3 separate regions of the Mus musculus genome follow, and all the other regions are linked to region 3. The links are chromatin contacts, called in public HiChIP or PLAC-seq and promoter capture Hi-C maps. All regions are on one chromosome and are shown on one strand. Each heading gives the region's core, a stretch centred on a gene start, on an enhancer-like site or on the middle of the called end of the contact. The rest is flanking DNA. Distances are from core to core; before and after follow the strand shown. Region 1 holds the start of Dnm3os (dynamin 3, opposite strand). Region 2 overlaps Dnm3 (dynamin 3). Region 3 overlaps Dnm3 (dynamin 3).

What was found. HiChIP or PLAC-seq counts read pairs in DNA pulled down with a chosen protein or histone mark. Capture Hi-C pulls out chosen DNA fragments and counts their contacts.
Region 1: a contact with region 3 is called in an H3K27ac HiChIP or PLAC-seq map of embryonic fibroblasts, with 31 read pairs. The contact joins the promoter of Dnm3os here to the enhancer-like site in region 3. A contact is called at or near these places in 9 of 39 promoter capture datasets (the 3T3-L1 cell line, 3T3-L1-derived adipocytes, the SN4741 cell line and 5 more), 22 of 484 Hi-C or Micro-C datasets (the 3T3-L1 cell line, the C2C12 cell line, adipose-derived mesenchymal stem cells and 7 more), 7 of 115 datasets of contacts at active chromatin or transcription factors (the NIH/3T3 cell line, craniofacial prominence, embryonic fibroblasts and 4 more) and 3 of 9 other capture datasets (adipose tissue, liver and pancreatic islet).
Region 2: a contact with region 3 is called in a promoter capture Hi-C map of adipose tissue. The contact joins two enhancer-like sites. A contact is called at or near these places in 1 of 39 promoter capture datasets (hippocampal neurons), 4 of 484 Hi-C or Micro-C datasets (embryonic fibroblasts, nephron progenitors and uterus), 2 of 115 datasets of contacts at active chromatin or transcription factors (the NIH/3T3 cell line and heart atrium) and 3 of 9 other capture datasets (adipose tissue, liver and pancreatic islet).

Annotation. Positions count from the first base shown.
Region 1 is chr1:162,216,335-162,219,318 of GRCm38.p6, forward strand. Dnm3os (dynamin 3, opposite strand) reads left to right here and starts at 1,289. Exons shown (of 1, transcript NR_002870.2): 1 at 1,289-2,984. All of the region lies in intron 14 of Dnm3 (dynamin 3), which reads right to left. Mir199a-2 (microRNA 199a-2) reads left to right here and starts at 1,480; the gene lies at 1,480-1,589.
Region 2 is chr1:162,036,480-162,039,314 of GRCm38.p6, forward strand. The region is part of intron 17 of Dnm3 (dynamin 3); the gene reads right to left. Among named protein-coding and RNA genes, the nearest start is that of 2810442N19Rik, 33 kb to the left of the region's middle. Within about 2 kb of position 1,557, at least 166 of the 459 cell types and tissues checked have an H3K27ac peak or open chromatin away from gene starts, as enhancers often do. A contact at or near this core is called in the NIH/3T3 cell line, adipose tissue, embryonic fibroblasts and 1 more, where this site is marked.
Region 3 is chr1:162,131,301-162,134,435 of GRCm38.p6, forward strand. The region is part of intron 15 of Dnm3 (dynamin 3); the gene reads right to left. Among named protein-coding and RNA genes, the nearest start is that of Dnm3os, 85 kb to the right of the region's middle. Within about 2 kb of position 1,806, at least 65 of the 459 cell types and tissues checked have an H3K27ac peak or open chromatin away from gene starts, as enhancers often do. A contact at or near this core is called in the C2C12 cell line, the NIH/3T3 cell line, the SN4741 cell line and 10 more, where this site is marked.

The sequences.
Region 1 (2,984 bases), core at 39-2,538, 85 kb after region 3:
GCAGGTACAAATAAGTTGTTCGGGCTCTAATTCTTACAAAAATACTATAGCCCTTCATCCTGTGAGTTAGATTTAGAAAATCTCCCACATTGTGACCTCTACAAGGCCAATTGATAAAGCTCTTATTTGAGACAAAAATCTAATATCAATCAGAATACAGTGGAAAACAAGTTAGGGGACCTCATGTTCACAACATTCAACAGCCTACATAATTTGAAACAGTTAACAACTGGGACAGAGGACTAGAGGCCAAGCGAGCTGAGAGTTTGTAAGTGGTCAAGCTTCACTGGGCCAGTTTCAACAGATTTACTTAACCAGAGATAAACCTCATCATCAGAACACCATGTAAACAAAACAAAAGTATTCAAACAGAATTGGGAGTAGCCAGCAGGATAAAACAATGCTGTCCTTAACCGTGTGGCTCTACCAGAGGGAAATGTTCAGAAAAGAGCGGTACAGCAGTGTGGGTGCTTGAAGTCTAAACTTTTTAACATTTCCTTAGGTAAGGCTATAGAACGGCATGCAGAGAGCCAGCCAAGAGAGCTGAGGGAGGGAGACGAGGAAGGCCACATATGGAACTAATTACTCATGGAGAGGCCATGACAAAGAGCATTTCTCCAGACTTTTCATGGGGGCTTCACTTTCAGGAAGTTGCTGTAATTACTGCTCAAGTCTAGAGCAGCCTGCAAGCTGCTGACAGGTCCAGCAGAAAAGGAGGAGGAGGAGGAGGAGGAGGAGGAGGAGGAGGAGGAGGAGGAGGAGGAGGAGGGAGAAGGGGGAAGAGGAGGAAAAGAAAGGGGGGAGCCCCAACTTATCTGACCTCACTAAGGAGTAAAATACAAGAAAACAAAGTATCGCAGGAAAGTTAAAAAAAAAAAAAAAGGCCTCGAAGTTTGCCTGCTTAACAGTGTTTGACTTTCTGCTTACTGCTTTGTCATCTTTCTATCTTTAAATTACTTCTTCAGCCCAGATCAGGCAACAAATTTGTACTTCTACTCTCAACTCACTTTCGGTTGGCCACAGCAGAACTGTACATCTTGCCTTTTTTTTTTTTTTTTACAGCTTTTCCATACTGGGGCCCCACTTCCTGCCCAGTTGAGGGAAAAAATCTGGCCTGAAGATGAAATGACTGCTTAACATTACACGAAAACATCTGGTACCATTTTATGCACAGACCCATGTCTGAGAGCAGGCGATTCTAGCGGTCTCTCCAGCGGCACAGCGCATACCCAAACCTCCCCAGGGTGACATCATCCCATATATGGACTCTCCAGCCCAGCCCTCCCCCTTTTCCTGGTCCTAAATTCATTGCCAGTTCCCTAGTCTGCTGCAAATGTGCCACGTCAAGACTGGAAATCACAGCCCTTTAGTGTGTCTCAGTCGATGCAGCAGACAGGGTTCAGGGGGGAAGCTGAACAAGCCCCTGGTGCAGGAAGACAGGCTCTCCCCAGCCCCGGGACAGGATTTTCCACACACCGATGGAAGCTTCAGGAGATCCTGCTCCGTCGCCCCAGTGTTCAGACTACCTGTTCAGGACAATGCCGTTGTACAGTAGTCTGCACATTGGTTAGACTGGGCAAGGGCCAGCAACGCCATGGACGGCTGGGGACACAATGTGCTGCTTCCAAGGAGAGGACAGCTGGGTGCTCCTTTGTTGAATCTCATATCCAGTGTTTCTCTTCACAGGTTTTGCAAACTAGGGACCAAGAAGCCCTCAGGGACTCTGCCAGGGGAGAGGACTGCTCCAGGGAAGACCAGCGGGTAAGGCCTCTGGGATTGCGTACCTGGTCTGTGATTGGGGAACTAGATAGAGATCCCATCACCTGTGTGAAGACGCTGGAGACACTGAGCTAAGGGACAGATAACCGTGAACTTAACTTTCAAAAGAGCAAGGTCGTATGGTAAATTGTGATTTTCTGTGTGTTTTTTATAAGTCTAAATGTTGATCGTTCAAATGCTTTCTTAAATGTAAGGGTCTTCCGCTTCAAAATAAAAGGTGGGGAAAAAAACCTCACTCCAGACAAGTAGCAAAAACTGAACGAGACTTAGTTTTGAATGGTTGAAACTGATAATTCAGAGACTTAAACTCGAGCATGGATGAGCTATGTATGCAACCTCTAACACTCCAGGAATGAATGCATTTTGCCCTAAAGGAAAAAAATGCAATTTTCAAAACTCTTGTATGAACAGGGAGCTTTTCTGTTTATCTATATAATAGAAACACCAGAAATAATAGTACCTAACGATAAGAAGCAGTCTAGTCTTTTGTTTTTTGCTTTTTTGTTTTGTTATTTTACTATCAGACAATGCAAACGCACTTAGCCAGAGATGAGGGCCCAAGTGCCAAACCCACATCTTACTGACTCAGCAACTTAGCAGGCCAGGGGAATAGCGCTCTGTCTTTAGTGGGCTCACTAGATAACATTGAAATTGTTCTTCTAAAATCCAAGAATGGCTGATACTTGCTGGTCAGCTGAGCCTGCTGGCCCATCTTTTTTTTTTTTTTTTTTTTTTTTTTTAACAAGGCTCTCACTTGTCCTGGGCCTTTGAAATGATAAGGCACGTTGTCTAAAAAGATGCTGATAAAACAGGAATTTGTAAACGAAGGCAAAAGTTTTCTTTGGTCAGTTTCCAGCTGTCCTGGAGGTGAAGGAGAGTGGGGGAGGTAGGCAGACTGGAAGCAAGAAAACTTCCTCTGGCTGAATGAAATACTGAAAGAGAAAATACTAGAAGAATCTGGGTCACTAAGTAAGCTGGGAGGTTTGTATTGAGCATCAGCGGTGGCTCCGTTAAAGAAAGTTCTGGGAGAAAATGTTGCTGCTGTACCCATAAAGTCTCGCCTTTCATTTATTTTCACCCCTGGAAAATTTCATTCCACATTCTATGGGATGAAATATTATCTGCTCATTGAGCTTTCTGTGCAAAACGAATACACTGTCTTTTGTCTTTTAAAGTGTGAATCTTTGTCTAAGTTACACATTCTC
Region 2 (2,835 bases), core at 307-2,806, 95 kb before region 3:
CCCTGAACTTACTTCACTCTGTTTTAAAGAGTACCCTCCTTGTCCTTAAGAAGAGAAAGTAAACAGAATTATGAGATGAGGACAGATTGGCTGAAGTAAGTAGGGCAGAAAGCGAGCCAGGTGTCTGAGGTACTGCAGACTACCTTAAATCCATAGCGTAGTTAAAACAGGCGGGCAGAGGCCGGCATTGCAGGGCCAGGAGGGAGGTGGTGTTCCTCTGCACAATGGCTTGGTTGTTCTCCTGCCCAGACCCGGCCAGGGGTCCCTGCTTCCTGTTTGGGGCTCCACAGCTCAAAAGAAAGGGAGAGCTCAAATGTTTAGCAGATAGCAAGAAAAACAACAGAACACCAAAAGCAGAACCCATGGGGAAAATAAGGCAAATTTAGGTATTTTTTTTGTTTACAATTAGATACTTATTTCATTTGAGAATATGCAGAACCCTATGTCTTAAAACGAAAACAAAGAGGATTTTCCAGGGCTGACAATCATTAGTAAGACTGGAGACAGAAAATGATGTCTCTTATTTTTTATTTTTGTTGTTGTTTTTATTTCTGAAATAATTTGGGGTTTATCTTTGAACATGCCTCCCTGGACTAGAAATGAGGCCAAATGAGTTATTTGCTCTGAAGCACGTGGTCCTTTTGCTCTAGGTCAAAGGATGAAAGATGACATAAACACCTTACAAAAGAAGGGGGCTGACTATGGTAATGCTAATATGTACCCTATTTTTTTTTAAGTATAAAGTTTTTAAAACATTGATGTCTATGGGCTGTAGGGTGGACTGAAGTATCAGTTGCGTGCCCCACCCCCATCATAGTATAAAGTTGGTTATAGGAAAGTCTTGTTCTTTAATGGCAAATAGGGCAAAGGTTATATGCGGCAGGCATGTAGCCCCGTAGAGTGTGCAGGGTGCAGGTTGGGCTGTAAAACTGCTCATTAAATTGTCCTGTTCTGAAGCAGAAGCAAATACATGAGCTCAGGGAGGAAAGCCACAGAAACTGTCTAGAAATATTTCCGTGAAAGACTGTGCAAATAGCTCTCCCTGGTCATGAAAAATGCAGTTGCTGATATACAAATAGCTTCACTTAAAAGACTTAAATACCTTCCCTGCAATGCTGTCTTTGACTGACTGCCAAGAACTACCTAATGCTGTTCTTTTTTTATTTTCTCTTTAAATTTTTCTGAATAGACTGTATGGTGCATACAAAATGAAGATGGCACGTACACTAGAAGTTACTGAAAGAGCACGAGAAGGAATCTAGTTACTGACTCTCCATCCCAAACCCCTCTTTAAAGTTCCTGAGTTTTGTACTTGTTTTGAATGTCAACCCAAATAATAGAAAAGGTGGGGGGGGCAGGGAGAGGCATTTAACAATTGGTTGGGCGATGATTGTCCACACTTCAGTATTTTAGTGAACAGAAAGTGGAGAAGGAAGAATTCAAAGCTAATAATAGTAATGGCTTGCTGGCTAAATAATGAGCAGCAGGAGGACTTCTAAGAAGGCAGTTAGCCCCAGAGCGATTCAGACAGACTTGCTTACACAACGGCTGGCTGCTCTAGGAGGAAGCAAGCCAAAACCAACATCAACACCCAGCAGCGCCAGTTGCTCACAGGAGGAGTGTGTAGCGGGATGCTGATGAAGTGCATTGTGGGAATGAATGAGAAGTCAAGACCCCTATCTCGCTTTTAATGGGAATCTTGTGATGCCCCAGACCCTGTCTGAGCCGTACAAGGGGCACCCTGCTGGACTCTGCTTGGGCCCCGTGATTAATGGGAGTGACAGGAGGCCAGGCTTGTCTAGAAAATTGACTGTGGATGAAAGCAGTAGGCAGTGAATCATGCGCCCTGAGTTCGACCCCCACTGCTCTGTCTGGGGTCTCTTTCACCATTTCCGCAGTATGTGTTGGGGTTGGGTTGGGATGAGGGACCCAACAAGGATATGAGTGTGGAAATTCTTATTTATTTATTTATTTATTTATTTATTTATTTATTTATTTTTATAGCAAAGAAAGAACTGCAGATGGTTCAACTCCGTTCTCACTCCCAAGACTTGTGTTATCTTATAAAGGCAGTCTGGAGCTGCTTGTGAGAAACCGTGAATCAAAGTGAGAGAGACTCCCTGTTAGAAGCAAGGCTGGAAGGTGACAGGGGAGGGAACTGCCTGAGAATCATACAGACATTTGGCCAGAATAAAACTACAGAGCTGTCTTACAACGCTAAACCCAGTCACATCCTGTGAGATAGCTTGGACCGTGCTGAATGCGTCTTGCCAGTCAAGCTCCTTTTTCCAGAGTTTACTACAAAAAGCATTTCCTCATTCCCCCAGCTGTGAACAAACAAAACCAAATGAAACAAAATGAAACAAAACAAAACAATCATCTTGGCTCTTTCCCCCTCCCCCCCTTCTCACTGGCCCCTAAAACATTTCATTCAGGAATAATCATTTCTTTTGTGTTAATAGATTTTTAAAAGTTGGTATCTTCCTTCTAAAGTGGCAGTTGACAGTTTGACCGCTTCCTGCTTTACTAGCCCTTTTACTCTGCAATCCATACATTTATCCCCTTAACATGGTACATGCTGCAGTGTGGCACGGGAGCTCAATGAAATACATTGTACATGGAACTCGGTCCTGAGACAGAAACACTAGCTCCAACAGGGTAGTATTCACATGCTTTTTAAAGTGGCTCGGCAGAGAGTTAGGATGGTGGTTAGGCGCCAGCCCCAGGGTGTGGCTCTCTGGGACTCTGAGCAGCGAATAACTACTCATGCAAACGTTGGAGTTCAAGAATTTACAACTGGCAGAGCTGTTCATATGAGCCACTGGCTGACACGGG
Region 3 (3,135 bases), core at 556-3,055:
TCTATGCGTTATAAAACGTAAAACACATTTCTGAGTAACTCAAAGAGAAGGGAAAACCTAGAGGAGACTTAGCAACAGAACCGAAGCCTGGCGAAATTATTATAACTGCTGTTTATGGCAGTCAGCTGAAGACAATAAGGGTACAAGCTGATGAACTGCACATACAAATGAAGGCTGGCAACACAAACACCAAGAAGATATATGGCTGGAAATAAAAAGGAGACTATTGAAGTAGAAAAATATATGCAATGAAGAATAAGAAAGCCAAGAGCTGTTTCTTTGAAAATAATTCAAAACTCTGACAAGTGTGATCCGGGAGAGAAAAGAGGTGAGGTTTAATATTAGAGATAAAAGATGCCAAATCTCAGACACATTAAAAATAAGAGAACAGTAAGATACTTGGGGTAATTTATTTTAAAATAAATGGATTGGAGAATTTGCTAGAAAACATGTTATTGACCTAAGCTGGTCCAGATAAAATATAAAATATAGAATATCTCTACAATGTACAATAAACATATTAAGTTAGAGTTAACCATCCACTTGGCAAAAACAACTTTTGGTGTTGGTGGCTCCTTAGCCCCCACCCCAGCTGAGGAGCTACTGACAGTTCATGGCTTCTTGGGGGAAGAACAGCCAGGTGTTTTTATAAGTGTGACATCTGGTAGGTTGACTATGCTCCAGAGGATAACCCCATACCCATCTGAATAGGGGAAGACTAAATTAAACTTGGTGGGTTTTTTTTTTTTTTAAGTATACAATGTTGGTAGGAAGTGGAGAGGTAGCGGATGGATCTGGGAGGAGTTGGGGGAGGTAAAAAGGGGGAATATGATCAAAATACACCAAACACTGATATGAAATTCTCTAAGACTTAATAAACATATTTTTAAAAACCCACCTAAAATCCTGATGATGTAAAATCTAGATGATTTTAGCAGTGACTTCCATCAAACATCCATCTACAGGTTAATCCCAGTTTTAAACAAAATTATTACAAAGAACAATTAGGGTTTAATGGCATATGATTGTATGAGGCTAAGATCCTTGATGCCCAAAGCTACCAGAGGTGGCACACAAAGAATATTTCTTGCTCAGTATTCCTTATGAATGTAATTGCAAAAGCTTCAATAAAACACTCATCATTTTAAGGCAAGAGTGCATGGTACATGTGCTTCACTTTGAATGTAGAAGATCAAGGATGGCTCACCATTAGAAAACCTAACAGCATGTTTCACCACACAAGCAGATTATAGGGGGAGGGAGGGAAGTCACATAGTCTTCTAGATGAAGGTATTGCTAAAATTGATCCATTTGCCTTGGTTTGAAAGCTTACACTGAATCCTCTATACCGAGGAACAGGAAGAATGCTCTGTTCCTTAAAGGATATCAAGTGTTTTTCAAAAACCTTTTCAAATTATTCTCTTTGAAATCAGAAACAGAATGAGAATGCCTGCTTATGATTGGCACTGTCCTGGCAGACTCAGACAGCACAAAAACCATTCAAAGGGCTTAAGATTTAAAAGCAAAAGCTGACAGCAAATATAGTGTTTGGGCGTGTCTGTGTTCTGGCAGAGGTCTCTGCAGAAGTAACAGAACTCACGATCGTTTTAGAGTTCAAGGTTTCCAGAAGACAGAAGATCTAGATTTTCCAAAACCTAGAATATTCTTACTTTGGTGACTCTTGTACTCTCTAATACCCATGGTTCTATTTTTTTCCTGTTTGAAGCCCTTTAATAACAACTGAACCTTGCGGGTGGGCGGAGCGGTAGCATTTATTGAACTTCCGGTATGACAGAATTCCCACAGAGCACACCCCATCATCAGATTCTTCAGGACCCAAGAAGAGCCCAGAAGAGCACTGAGCTCGGCCCCAGAGGATCGTGACTGCTCTGACCAGTCTTTTCATTCGTTATCATTTTCAGTGGTGTTTGTCTATTTGGCGTTTGTTGCTATTTTGCTTTGTTTTGTTTTCTTCTGCACAGTGGACTTTCAAATAACACCATGTCCTCCACAGTGGGGGAAATTCCATTTCAATATTTTATTGTAGAGTGGTATTTAATTTTCTTTCCCCTTGATTCTTTAAATGGCTTGTTCTTGTGGTTTTTCCAAGTATTTTTGTATTCTGAGTCACTCTGAGCAACTGACTGGGAATGTAGGAAGAAGGCTTTTGCTGTTTTCATTAACTGTCTGATTGACCCTGGGCTCCTCACTGAACCTAATCAAGTAACTTCTTCATTCATTGCTAAATCAAGATACAATGTAGCCTGTGAACCTGGGTTAAAATTAGACCTGCTACCTAATGACTCACTTCTCCTTAATTTACACAAATTAGATTTTTTTCCTATAACATTTCCAATTGAAGAAAAATGGAGACAACCCCTTCATTCTATTTGTCTGACTTTAGTGCAATTCCATGTATCATTTGTTCAATTCCACTGATTAATTTTAGTGAACAACCACAGCTCCTGGTGATAGTCAGTGGTAGGCACTTAAGTCCTGATGCTCTCCAGCAGCAATGATGGGAGAGATTAGAAAAGTGTCATGAGGAATATGCAAGGAAGGGGAGCAGGTCAAAGTTCCTATGCACCCTCTACCTCTAGGGTGAGAGGTCTGTCTGAACTGTGTGATCTTAAGAAAGTCAAAAGAACTTGGAGAAAGTGCTTCCTACCTTACAAAATGGTCACCCACGCCTTCCATCGTTTTAACCCTCTGTGGGGTTGGTTTATTTCCCCCCAACCCCACCCCCAAAAGTGAGGATTTGTAAGTTTGTAAAGTGTAAACCCTGATATGGTGGACCATAGGTAGTAAAATGTAGTTTTAAGAAAGATTTGGCAAGATTTTAGTGTCTGCTGAGAAACCAGGAAATAAACTAGGATTTGACGATCTTTCTGCCTCTTGTGTTTGGGACTTTTGAAGCCATAACCCATGGTGGATGTTAAAAATAGAAAACAAAGTCTAAGGAAAGCCAGTGTAGTGGCACTTGCCTGTAATACCAACACTCGGGAGGTAGAGGTAGGCAGATTAAGAGTTCAAGGCCAGCTTTGGCTATAGAATGAATTCCAGGCTAGTCTGAGGTACCTGAAATCCCGATTGGAAAAAAAAAAAAAAAAAAGTCTGAGGAAACCTCTTAACATA